Linked DNA regions of Arachis hypogaea: region 1 is linked to region 2. The links are chromatin contacts, called in public Hi-C maps. All regions are on one chromosome and are shown on one strand. The core of a region is the stretch at or near the end of the contact, and the rest is flanking DNA. Distances in the headings are between cores, read along the strand shown.

Evidence for each region. Hi-C and Micro-C count contacts between places; a contact is called where the count stands out from the background.
Region 1: a contact with region 2 is called in a Hi-C map of leaf, with 4 times the contacts expected there. The contact joins the enhancer-like site here to the promoter of LOC112741947 in region 2. A contact is called at or near these places in 3 of 8 Hi-C or Micro-C datasets (leaf and an unstated tissue).

The regions. Positions count from the first base shown.
Region 1 is chr14:34,416,217-34,422,503 of arahy.Tifrunner.gnm2.J5K5, forward strand. No RefSeq gene overlaps it. Among protein-coding and RNA genes, the nearest start is that of LOC112741947, 34 kb to the left of the region's middle. Within about 2 kb of position 4,700, at least 3 of the 3 cell types and tissues checked have open chromatin away from gene starts, as enhancers often do.
Region 2 is chr14:34,383,577-34,389,889 of arahy.Tifrunner.gnm2.J5K5, forward strand. It overlaps LOC112741947 (BOI-related E3 ubiquitin-protein ligase 1), which reads right to left and starts at 1,370. Exons shown (of 2, transcript XM_025791141.3): 1 at 383-1,370; 2 at 1-289. The coding sequence starts at 811.

The sequences.
Region 1 (6,287 bases), core at 3,450-5,949, 36 kb after region 2:
TTAATGCTGCACCTAGCTATCATCCAGGGACCAAGCTAAAGTCCATTTTATTTTTTTAAATTTCTTATCGGGAAAGAAAACAACACAACAAATAATTGCTGATAACATATATATCAACACCATGCATGCAACATTATTATTCTCTGTCTACATAAGAGTCATATATAATACATTAACATGAAATGAATTTCATAATTTGGACAATGCAACCTCCACATGTATTAACAACATGGACAGCTAGCTACCATGCTCTTCCAATTAATTCGTGGGGGCTCAGTTCATGTTCATAATATATAAACCAAAATTAAAAAAAAATAGAGATTATGTCCACCAAATTACAAGCATATGGCCAACTAATTAATAATTATAATTAAGATGCTGATAAATTTTAATTTATTGTACATACAATATTTCAAATCATGATGATCTGATGAATGTGAAGATGTTTTAAATAAAAAATTGGTTAAAAATTGATTTAAAAATTAAACTAAGAATTTGATTTTAAAGTAATATCAGGATAAACTAATTTTATAACGATAAAAATATCTATTTTTTCTATTAATCATATAAATAATTATTTAAAAAAATAAATGTAATTAAACAACAACGATATAAAATTTTTTACACCATCATATATATATTAAAATTAAACACTTAATGATAACATAACAATTTGAAATTAAATCCTAACAAATTAATTCGTATTCTAATATATATCATCATTGCTTTACTAGAATTTCCTCTTTAGTTAACAAAATTTCTTAAATCATGATTAGTGTTGATTCTAGATCTATAAATGTATAATGATGAATATCCTTCTTTTTCCTGGAAGCTTCTTGTTCACATATAAATATAACCCTAACTATTATTTGTCAAACAACTCAATGGTTCCAACTTAGTGGCAATTAATATACAATACAATATAATGCAAGAGAGAAAATATAAAATTGACCAGACATTTGAAAACAACATGACAATAATTATCGTATATATTTTGGATGCATGCTCTTGAAAAGAGCAATCAATCAACGATGTTGGTCCTTATTAACGCGTATATGAATAATTGGATGCATTAATGTGAATGAATATGAATTACGAGTCACACATAAGGTTGAAATTGAAGAGACAAAATGATAGCCCCCATTGACAAATAAAGCAAGTTTCTAGTGAAACCACAATTTGCAAAAGCCAACAATTAAATGAGAACCAAACTGATAGAGATTTTTGCTGCGTCACTTTCCGATGCCACCCCGCTAAGCACCCTTGTTGATACAATTTTTTTTTTTTTTTAAAATCAAAACTATGTATATCGTTTCAAAGTATCATTCAATTTAAAAGTTTGTTTTATTAAGAAAATTAATATATTTGGATATGATATATATGTTGAATCTTTAATATATCTAAATTTCAAAGTACTAAATGTTTTTAAACACTAGTCTAACCTAGGAGCGCAATTCTAAAAATCAAGTTAAATTTGATCAATCTAATATATAATTAGTATATAATTTTGTAAATTTATATAATAATTTTATTTTTAAAAATTAAATTTAAAAAAACTATATCATATAATAATATGACAAATATTAATTAAAATATAAATATATAATATTTTAATTATAAAATACAATTTCAGATGAAATAAGTTTATTTAAAGTATAACTCGAATTTAGCTCGAAAATCACAAAGGATAAGTTATAAATTTAAACATGACCAAATATATTTTAAATCCTGATCAAATTTTGGTTTGGACGGATCTTTAACAACCCTAGTCTAAACGAACTTTTTTGTTGAAGATTTAAAATTTGTGACTTTAGTTTTAAAAAAAAATGTATGAGTTATCCAATCCATTGATGATAACGACAAACTTGTGTGAATTACGAATAATTAATTTCTTTTTGAAAAAACTAATTTAGAGTGTTTTGAAGGGTCACGTAGATAAGTGAAAGTAGTATTAGAAGGGAGCCCACAAGAGGAAAGAGGGGGGTGTGGACCAATATGAATATGAACATCAATATCTGGGAGTGATGTAAAAGGATGATTGTTTTCTTTGTCTCCTTTCCGAGTTTGAAATCAATTTTATATGGTGGAGTACTCGTTTGGCTTTAGTGACGAAGTTGATATGATTAAATATACGTTTTTGTTTGTTTCTTTGTTTTAAAAACAAGTGGAAAACCCACAAAATTTGCACCTCCTCTCTCATCATTTTTCTAATTACAGGACTTGCATTGTTCCATCTCAAACTATCTATCACACATGTCTCTTTCTTTCATCACATGGAGCTATGTTAAATAAACAAACCCAATAAAATAAAAGGTCAAAAAAACTATTATTATTATTATTTTAAATAGTTATTCGTTAGTGGGTGGAAAGCAACCACATGGCATATATGTTAGCATATCCACGCGTTAGAAGTTTCAATAATAATTAAATAGGAGGTGTAGTACTTGGCTTAATCTAGTTTAGTTTAATCTTATATCACTTATCAGAAATGAAAATTTCATCAACATGTGAGGGGAATAATTTCTATATATTATAGGAATTTTTAGTTGTCGTAGGTTATATCATATACTATTTTCCTATATTATTTTATGGAGTGTGCATAATAATGCAACTATTATTGTGCACTGAACATTCAAGTTCGTTATTGCTATTTTGAGGTTGTAATTGAAAGTAATCCAGCCAAATATATGAAGATATATATTATTGAACGGACGAAATTTCAAAGTACAGCACAAACTTCATCATTTTGCTAACTTTTTATTTATATCACCAATAGTTGTCACTTTTTATCACCAAAATAATATTTATGGTCACTTAATTATTAAGGAAAAAATTAGTAAGTACAAACTCTCAGTATTTTTAATATAAAATAATAAATTTGTCAAATGATATAAGCTACTCCTAGGAGTATGAGCTAATAGTTAAATAAATAAATAAATAACTCACCCATGATATTAGCACTGCACAATAGTTGTGTTAGAATATATATCTAAGATATTATATATTAGTAGAGTATCCAAATCTAGCTCATATTATTTTTTGTTGATTTAATTTGATATTAGATTAATTTTCTCATTATACTTGGATTATATCTTTAAGTTATAAATACCAAATTTATTTTATAATTCATCATAAATTCTAAACAGGTTGTATATAAATTAAATGTGGAAAAATACATGATAATCCTTTCCTGATAGTGGTTAGTGTTTGAACAAATAAATTGTTAATAAACATGATAACAGATCAGATATAAATCAAATCGAAGAGAAGATGTAACGTTAACTTTGCTCCTAGATACACTTTATTAATTATGGCTTATATTGTTTGATGAATGATATTTTTCATCCCAAAATAAATTAAAGATATATACAATAAAATGAATACCTTGAAACATGTCATTATTTCAAGAAAACAATGATACAATAAAAATATTGGGTCTTGATAATAGGTATTCCAAAGACATACTTGAACAGTAGCTGTATAACATAATTTTTTTTTATTAAAAACAAATTAAATTTTATTATTTGACAATGCATTTTATATGCAATTGTCCCTTTTTCAGTAACTAATTAAAGCCTATGAATATATATTATTATTGTGGTTCCGATCCATAACATGTTGAGTATAGCTTTAGAAGCAAGGAAACCAAAATTAATTAAATAACATTATTGGCATCAAATAAAAGCTTCGTTAGGTGAAACATCCATGCTCTAGACAATGACAATGCAAATAATGATGAAGTATATCAAAATCTCACACATTGCCGCCTTAATACATAATAATAATATTTGCTATTAACACCTGTCTTGTGTCAACCGTTTTCAGTTTTCCTATGGCCTGTTTTGACCAATGTAAACAAAACATGTTGATTCATCATAAATCGTTTTTAAGTTTGAATAACAGGATATGTCAAAAACAGAGAGATGATAATATACGTTAAGATATATATAGATGATAGATGTGTTGGTATTTTCTTTGCATCAATGTTTTTGTTGGACCTATGCAAATGCTTTTTTGTGGAATTTCAATTCCCTGGCCATGATTGAAGGTGACAAAATGCTTATTGAAGATTGACCTTAATTTGATGGGAGATTATGTGTTCATTCATGCGTATATTATTATAATTCTAAGATGGGTTGAAATTAGATAACAAAATATGTCAGTGTCATTATTTAGTTTAATAAATAATAATGACAATGAGAAATTAAGGAATACTATATTTTTACGGTCCGGTTAGATGAGTAGATGACCAACAACTTTTTGGCCAATATATAATTAACACTAATAAAAAAGTTAATAACATGATTCACATGTACATATTTATGTGCATAAATTAATAAAATGTCAAAAATTTAGTGTATTAGGTAGCTTTAAACCAAAAGTTATTACTCCTCTAATATTTTAGTATCTTTTATTGATAAGCAATAGAATCGTGTCTTAAAACAAATTGTTGAATTAAATTTGGGCCTACTCAGGTTTTTTTTCGATGGTTCATTACGTTACATTTGGAAAACAAATTAAACAAGTTCGTTTAGGTATTTAAAAAATTGAATGGCAAATTCATGTCTACTCGATTCTACCAAAAGAAAAAGGATAAAAATTCATTACATTATATTTTTGTTAAGAGTTATTTTATGGACTAGATTAATAGGACACGTAGTAGAATACACAAAAAGAGTGAGTTTAGAAAATATAATGGGCTTAGTTATAAAAAATTCCAACCTGAGTTTTAATATTTAATGGGTAAAAGCCCACAGGGACAATGAAAGCCCATCAGAAGAGTCTGATTTGAGGCCTTAAAAAGAGCCATTTACCCACTGATCTAAACTCTGAAGTAAAGCAAAATTTTTTCATAGTAGTGGACTCTTATTTTATTAGGAGTTGGATCCACATGAAATAGTTTCATCACCAGAAAAAAGAGGATGAAGCCGACATAAATCAAAAGATTAGATGTGTCCTTGAAACTTGAAAGGATTGCTTATTCCATCTAAATCAGTGAGGTCCAAATGTACAATCTTATGTTGCTATCTTATCTTTTGTTCCATCCATTTCATATATTCTACCACCACTCCACCACAAGTTCTTGTCTACTATCTTAATCTTCATCATAAAAGACGCATAACTATGTATCTTTTCATCAAGAAAGGGGGGGGGGGGGGGACAAAGAGAAGAAAAGATGTACCTGATGATGATTAATCGTTTTCGATGTTTCCATTGATGACAATAGTGATCCATAAAAAATAGGTTCGTGGTGTCTAGATTCAAATTCATAATTTTGGATTTCTTTGATATGATTATTGTTAATGGGCCTAATCGTCAAACATAAAAATAGATGGTTACAATATGTATAGCGAAAACTATATTGAACCAGTGGATGAATAAGAAATGGGTCTATCATTGGTCAAGATGGTAAGTGTTCCGAAGGTTACTTGAAATTGGGTTTTTTTATTTGAATGTGAGGTTCAAACGTTTTTTGGGAAGCGTCCGATGTCTACTATGTCGAGGTGCCACCATCCGAGTTCCTCGTGAGGAGGTGGGGGTAGTACTTACAAGAAACTCCGATGCTTAAGTTAGTAAGGGTTTAAGCAGGTTTTTAGTAGATTGAGTCCAAAGTGTACCTGAAGGTGTCAGAGTATTTATAATTGTACATGTAGAGTCCATAACCACCTTTTTGAATAACTCTACCTTTAATGGTGGATAACCGTCCACTTTTGTTGAGAAGGTTGTTGAGATTTTCCTTCTAGATGAATGGAAGAGATTATAGTAGTTATTAATTTGGGTAGGTAGGACTGATGTTGGTGTTGTCGAGCCCGACCTTCACAAGGTCGGGTAAGTGCTAGTGAAGCCTTTATATGTTGTTTGGGTTTACTTACTTTGGGCCTGGTTGTTCTTTGTGCCAAGATATGAACACTGCTCCTATTTGAGACCGAACTTCATCAGATCGGACTCAAGCATTTACAAGTCGGACTTGTCTTATTACGGTGTTGGTTTATCACGTCGGGTAAACCGCCTTTCGAGGAGTTAGGTCAGGTACTCGACGTGTTCGTGAATCTGAAACGTTGCGTCTTTTTATAATCCTTCGCACGTTTCTTATGGTTACTTGAGTAACCGTGCGCGTCATAAATGAGGGAGGGTGAATTTACTGTTTGGCCTCTAGAGTCTTATATATATTCAACCCCTTTTTTCTTTCTTCTTTTTGCTTCTTCTTCTGGGATTTTTACTTCATCTCTCTCAAGGCTTTTCATTTCATCGTAACTCCATTTTTCATTTCAAGATTTTTCTGTCTT
Region 2 (6,313 bases), core at 120-2,619:
TGTGGTGTTGGTGGTGGTCGTCGGTGGCGACGTGAGCGAGGACTTGTTCTAGATTGGATCGGAGGGAGTTGGCGGTGGCTTCGTTGGTCTGAGCGAGGTCCCTCCATAGCTGATTCTCGAGGCAGAGCGATTTTACGCGTTCTTGTAGAGCAAAGTTGAGCTTTCCCATTCTTTGAATCTCGTCGTCCTTCTCCTTCAGCTTCGTGATAACCGCTTCTTGGATTGCGGTCAGAAACGTTCTTGACTGCCTCGTTCTCTGTTCCTCCAGTTCCAATCTCACTCTCTCCGTCTGTCAGTTAGATGAACAAAGCAAATCGTTAGAGCAGTTCCAAAAGCAGAAACGGAAACGGAAACGGAAACGGAATGGAGAAGCTAAGCTTACGTGTTGGGAGATGAGTTGGTCGATCTCGGAGTGTTGGCTGTTGAGGTGGTGTAGGAGGAGGTTGTTATGGTGGTGGAGGAAGGGAGAAGAGAGTTTGCTTTTCTGAGGAAGCGGGAGGACGTTGGATGATTCAGCTATGGAGTCTTCTCTGGAACGCTTCCGAGGGAGAGAGATGCGGTGGTGATATGTGAGGCCGCTGTCTGATTTGTTTATCGAGTTTGGATCGCAGGATGCGTAGAGAGGCATCAGCAACGATTCCGGCATTGTTGTTGTTGAAGCTGTATTTTTGTTGTTGTTATTCATGGTTATTATTCCAGCGTCCATCATCATGTTGTGCTGCTGGTACTGGTTGTGGCTCAGCTTGATGAATTCTGTGTTACTCACAAACTGTTGTGGAGGGAAGAGGTTGTGAGGTGCTTCCACTGCCATAGTTGGTTACTTCTCGTGTTTTCGGTTTTCCTCTTCTTTTTCTTTCCTCTTGTTTCTTGCAATTGAGGAGAGAATATTAACAGGGCTGTGGTTTCTGCGTGACTGGGTGCCCACTACTAAAGGAGCGTTGATGACTCTGTCTCGCTTATTTATTTACCAAGAGAGAGAAAGTCAAACGCATCTTCCTAGTCAGAGAAAATCTAACCCCCTATCCCCATTTCTCCCTCCATTTATAATAAATTAATTAACAATCTATCATATTCAATTCCCTTTAATTACCCCTCGGTTTAGATTTGTTTCTTTAATTAAAAAAATAGTAGGTGCTATTTAGTATAGTGAAAACATGTGATGTGATGTGGGATTGTGGGTATCCTTCTTTATTTTTTTCCCCTTTTAACTTTTCTTCTTTCACTCGTTTTGGAATTTGCGGGGTTTCAGCTTTTTCGTTTATATTCTACTGTTATCTTGATGTTGTAATATTTTTTGTTTTTGGAAACAATGACAAAAGACTTTAATCATGTAAGCTAATAGATGAGATATACATCTTTCCCTGCCTTTCAGGTAATTGGCAGGACCCAGTCATTTCTAGAAAACATAATATATAGTAAAATAATATAGAATTGGATGATTTTGTAACGGTTAGAAACTCAATGAAAGCACTGTTATTATATTACACGTAATTATTATTATTATTTATTATTATGACATATAATATAGTTTGAGAAACACAGGTGACACTGAGTCATTGACGGAACTACGCGCGGACTCTTTGGCAGGACGTGGCGGTGGGGAGAAGAGGACACGTGGGTCCAGGAGAGAATGAATGGGGCCAAAGGGTGGGGTAGCACGTGCAAGGTGCGTGATGGGAGGGGTGTATTGGAGACAAGAAAGCTGAGCCCTGAATGGGTCCCACATCTACAGTCACACCCATCTTCTCCGGTGCAGTGGCTTGGTCCATTTGTTTTAACTGTTGTGTCGCTGTACGAACAAATAAGGTGAAGAGAGAGAGGCAAATGCAGATGCAGGCCATATGGCTGGCCATGCTACCACCCCTCTCCACAATCAATGCCTGCAGTATAGCATCATTTTCTTTTCTTTCACCCTCCATCCAACCACTGCAGGTACTACTAGACAACCTTATTTTATGAATTTATCCTTTTATATAAAAAAATATATAATTATTAAATTATATATTATTATATCAATAAAATATTTAAATTTATTATTTAAAAAGTATTTAATTTTTATTTTATTTTTTAAATTAGATTAGTGGTGCTTAATTCATTTTTAGTGAACCGAAGATAAAGATATTTTTTAATGGACCACAATAATTTTGGATCAACATTTATATTCATCTGCCACCGCCCAATAATGTGCATTCCTTTCATTGTAACGATTTTGCATATTCCTATAGAAATTTCCTGTTTCTTTCTTATCTCTGGGAAACGGAAGTTTTTACGATTTGATGGATTCGTTTGTATCGGATTCTCACACTAATTTTATGGAAAAGGCCTATCAAATATTTTTATTAAGATTCTTATATCAATGAATTTTAATGGGTTTATGTATCTGCTCAATTAAGTATATAATTCTATTTTTGGAATGTTAAATTTCATTTAACTAAAATAAATATTTAAATTATGATTAAATATTTTTGTTGATTCATATAATTTTGTTAAAATAATAAAAAATATATAATTTTATCAATTTTATAATTAAATTTTCGTGTTTTTAAAAATTTTAATTATTTTTATATTAATTTTAAATTCCTAATCATATTTTTATTATTTTAAAAATATTTAACCTGAATATGTTGAGCATATTGGTTAGTGGTATAAAATGAATGAAAATATTTTTATAACGTTTATCATTAAAAAAGATTGATTATAAATTTAAAATTGATGTAAAAATATAATTAAAAATTTTTTGAATATAAAATATAATTACAAATTTAAAAAACTTACAAGACTAACAGACTAAGGCTTAATTTGATAAAACATTTTGAGAAAGTGGTTGTGCTTTTTAAAAGTATAAGTTTTTTATTTTGTGTTTGGTAAATCAAAAAGATTTGTGCTTGTAATTTTTAAAAAATTGGAATACTTAGCATTTAAGGTGGAGCTTTTTAAAGTTTGCTTGTGCTTTTCAAATTTTAAAAGTCTAATATAATCTCATATATTAACTAATTTTTAAGTTTAACGCTTAAATTTATGTCTCTTATAATATTTTTAAATTTTAAAAATTATTTTATCAAACATAAATATTGTTCCTTATATTTATTGAAAATCATTTTTAATTTGATTTATCAAACATAAATCTTACACTTCTTAAAAAGTTATCTTTTAAAAACTAATTTTTATAAATTACTTTTAAAAAATAAAAACTTTACCAAATTAAGACCAAATGCCACATATATATAAGTGTAAAGAAAGATCAAATGAACTTATCTTTTATGAATAAACATAAATATTTCTCAATCAACTCAACTTTTAATGATTATTACCACACATAGGTAACAATATTCATGTCTCAATTTAACTAATAGTAGCATATAAATTCCATTTGAAACCATATTACCAGCAGCCACCAAGACAAAAACTCATGAAAACCTCGTTCAGAAACTTATGACTCATGAGATCTCAATATTCATTGTTATTACCATCCTTGATCCTTCTAATTTTTGTCATTTTTCAAGAACCATAATATTTCATGTTAGCCCATCGTTTTGATCATCTTACTCTCAATGTGATTTAAACTAAAAATATTGACATCAATGTCAAAACCTATAATTTAAGATAAAATTATTTTTTTTAAAAAACGCTTCAAATTTACTAACAATAAGATTGTAGCTATGTATATTTAAATTTAAAGTTTGACCAATTGTCTAATAATCTCTGGCTATAAGTTACAATAGCCATTCAATTATTAAAGTTGATTAAGTTAGATGGTCTTAGCTACTCCTTCCCTTCTTGGCACTGCATGTCCGCCAACAAAAAAATTCCATAGTCAATACGGATTAAGATATTTTAAAGTCAGAGAATTAATAAAATAATAAAATAAAAAGTTAATTGCTTTTAAATTTAAATTAAGATAATAAGAGATATATATTTTATAAAAATTATAAAAATCAATAATAATTAATTTTTTACTTTTATCATTTTATCAATTTTCTACCTAAACTATCTAAATTCAATCATAGATATCTGTCTGCTACTTAAACTAGCTCAACGTATAAAAGGAATCTCAATAGAAAGTTAAGCATTTACAGAGGAATAATACATGCGAATCACATGCATGAAGAGACATATATAGTTTACAAAGTTTTAGTTTATTCGTTCCATAATATGAGAAAACAATTAATAAACTTATACCATTACACCTAACAAATTATACATAATATATTGAAAAATAATATATTATATATAAAATTAAAGAATAGCATGAGGAGAAAGATCTGTCACTTGGTTGTCACAATTATGTGTATCCTCTAATTATCATGATAATATCACCTGGTGCAGTGAATCAACCAATCAATTAAGTTTGCATGATATATTATTATTATTATTATTATTATTATTATTATTATTATTATTATTATTATTATTATTATTATTATTATTATTATTATCAAGATTCAGTTTGACTAGCAGTAAATATAAAAGTTATATCGCGTTTTGGTTAAGGTCAATATTCACATACAAATTACAAATGTACATATAGAATACAAAAATTAGACATGTTTGGTGGAGAAAGGAATTTTTTTTCTCACTTTGTTTTATAGTTTTTGTACACTTTTATTATGTATCAGAATAGAAACCTTTGGTTAATTCTTTTTCTTTTGCCAAACATGATTTATGATATGTGCTACAAATTACAATTTACACATTATTTGGTTTAAATAATTTTAAAAGGAAGAAAAATGAAAGAAAAAAAAATTGGTGGAAAAGTCTATTTTTTATTATTTAGAACAGAGAAGAAAATGAATGGAAAATTAAAAAATTGGCATGGGACTCATAATTTTTTTTTTCCTCTCAATGCTGCGAAGAAAACTGAAGAGAGAAGGCCAAAGAATGTTAAAATTTCATATTTACCATTCTAATGACAAAAAGCAAAATCTTTAACTCATCCTCTATGCAAAATTAATATATGTAAGGGTAATAAAATAATTTTACTCCATATAATTTTCTCTCTTTTTACTTTTTTTTATATCTAAACAAAATAATTTTTTTTTAATTTTCTTTCTTTTTATTTTCTCTTCATTTAAATAATATACAAAAAAAACTCACTTTTTCTTTATTTTTTTTCTCTCATTATCTTTCTATCTATTTTCTTTTTTCTCATTTTCTATCAAACATCCAAACACAGTATTAGTGAAAGTGCAATTGAATGAGACACATGTTTGGCTTTTAACTAAAAATGTGCTAGGCATAACCTACTCCATTTTATATCAGATGCAATGAGGCATGACTGCATAAGCACTTTGGTCTTTAGTTAATTCTAATTATTATATAAAAAGAAATGATAGAATATAATACATTCACGTTATAAAGCCTGCAAATTTAAAAAGAATAAATAAGGTTTTATATTGTATCCATCCCTTGTCTGCTGCACGTAGATCCTATATATCTCAATTATTTCTTCTACCCTACATTTTTTTTATAATATATGTTAGCTAGATTAGTTGTTAATCAGTTATCAAACTCTAGATATTTATATGTTAATTAATTGTATACGTACATTTGGGCTTTTAAGGTTCCAGATATAAATGTACTACTAAAAAGTATACGCATGCAAATAAACTATAGCAACTAACTATTATAGACAAAGAAAATTTTGTAATAGCGTGCGTGCTTTCATAATTATATGTTATTAACGTAAGCTAGCTTGAATGGATAGGGAAAGATTACAATTTTGAGAAAAGAATTACTAAAAACTTTGGGATAGTTTTCATTCTGATGGAATGTTTATTTTATTTTATTTTAACCAAACAGTTAAATACACAGTTTTACTTTACATAATCAGTTCAGAAAATAAATATCTCCAGCTCAAATTAAATACCAAGGGAAGAACCGAACAAACCAGGATTCTAGATGGAGGAGGAAGGAAGCTGAATATTTCTTTTATATCAATATAAATAGAGATTTTGTCTCGGTAAGTTTTAAAGTTGTCTATAATATTTGAATCGTCTTATTTAAGTTTTTAACATTTTAAAATTGACTCAATGTTATCCTGCCATTAAAAATCTGTTAATGGAATTGGCGGCGAGACAAAATTGAGATGATTTTGAAATGTTAGAGACTTAAATAGGACTAACACATTGGAAACAAAAACGATACATAGAAATAAATTTTAATGTTATTCTTCAATAATATCAATTTTTTTCGGTACATAGTTATTCAATTGTTTTTTAATTACATCTAAGTAAATTACATTTAATCACATTAATTTTATTATAAATAAATTTATTTTTTTATAATTTTACTCTTAAAAATATTTACTCATCAT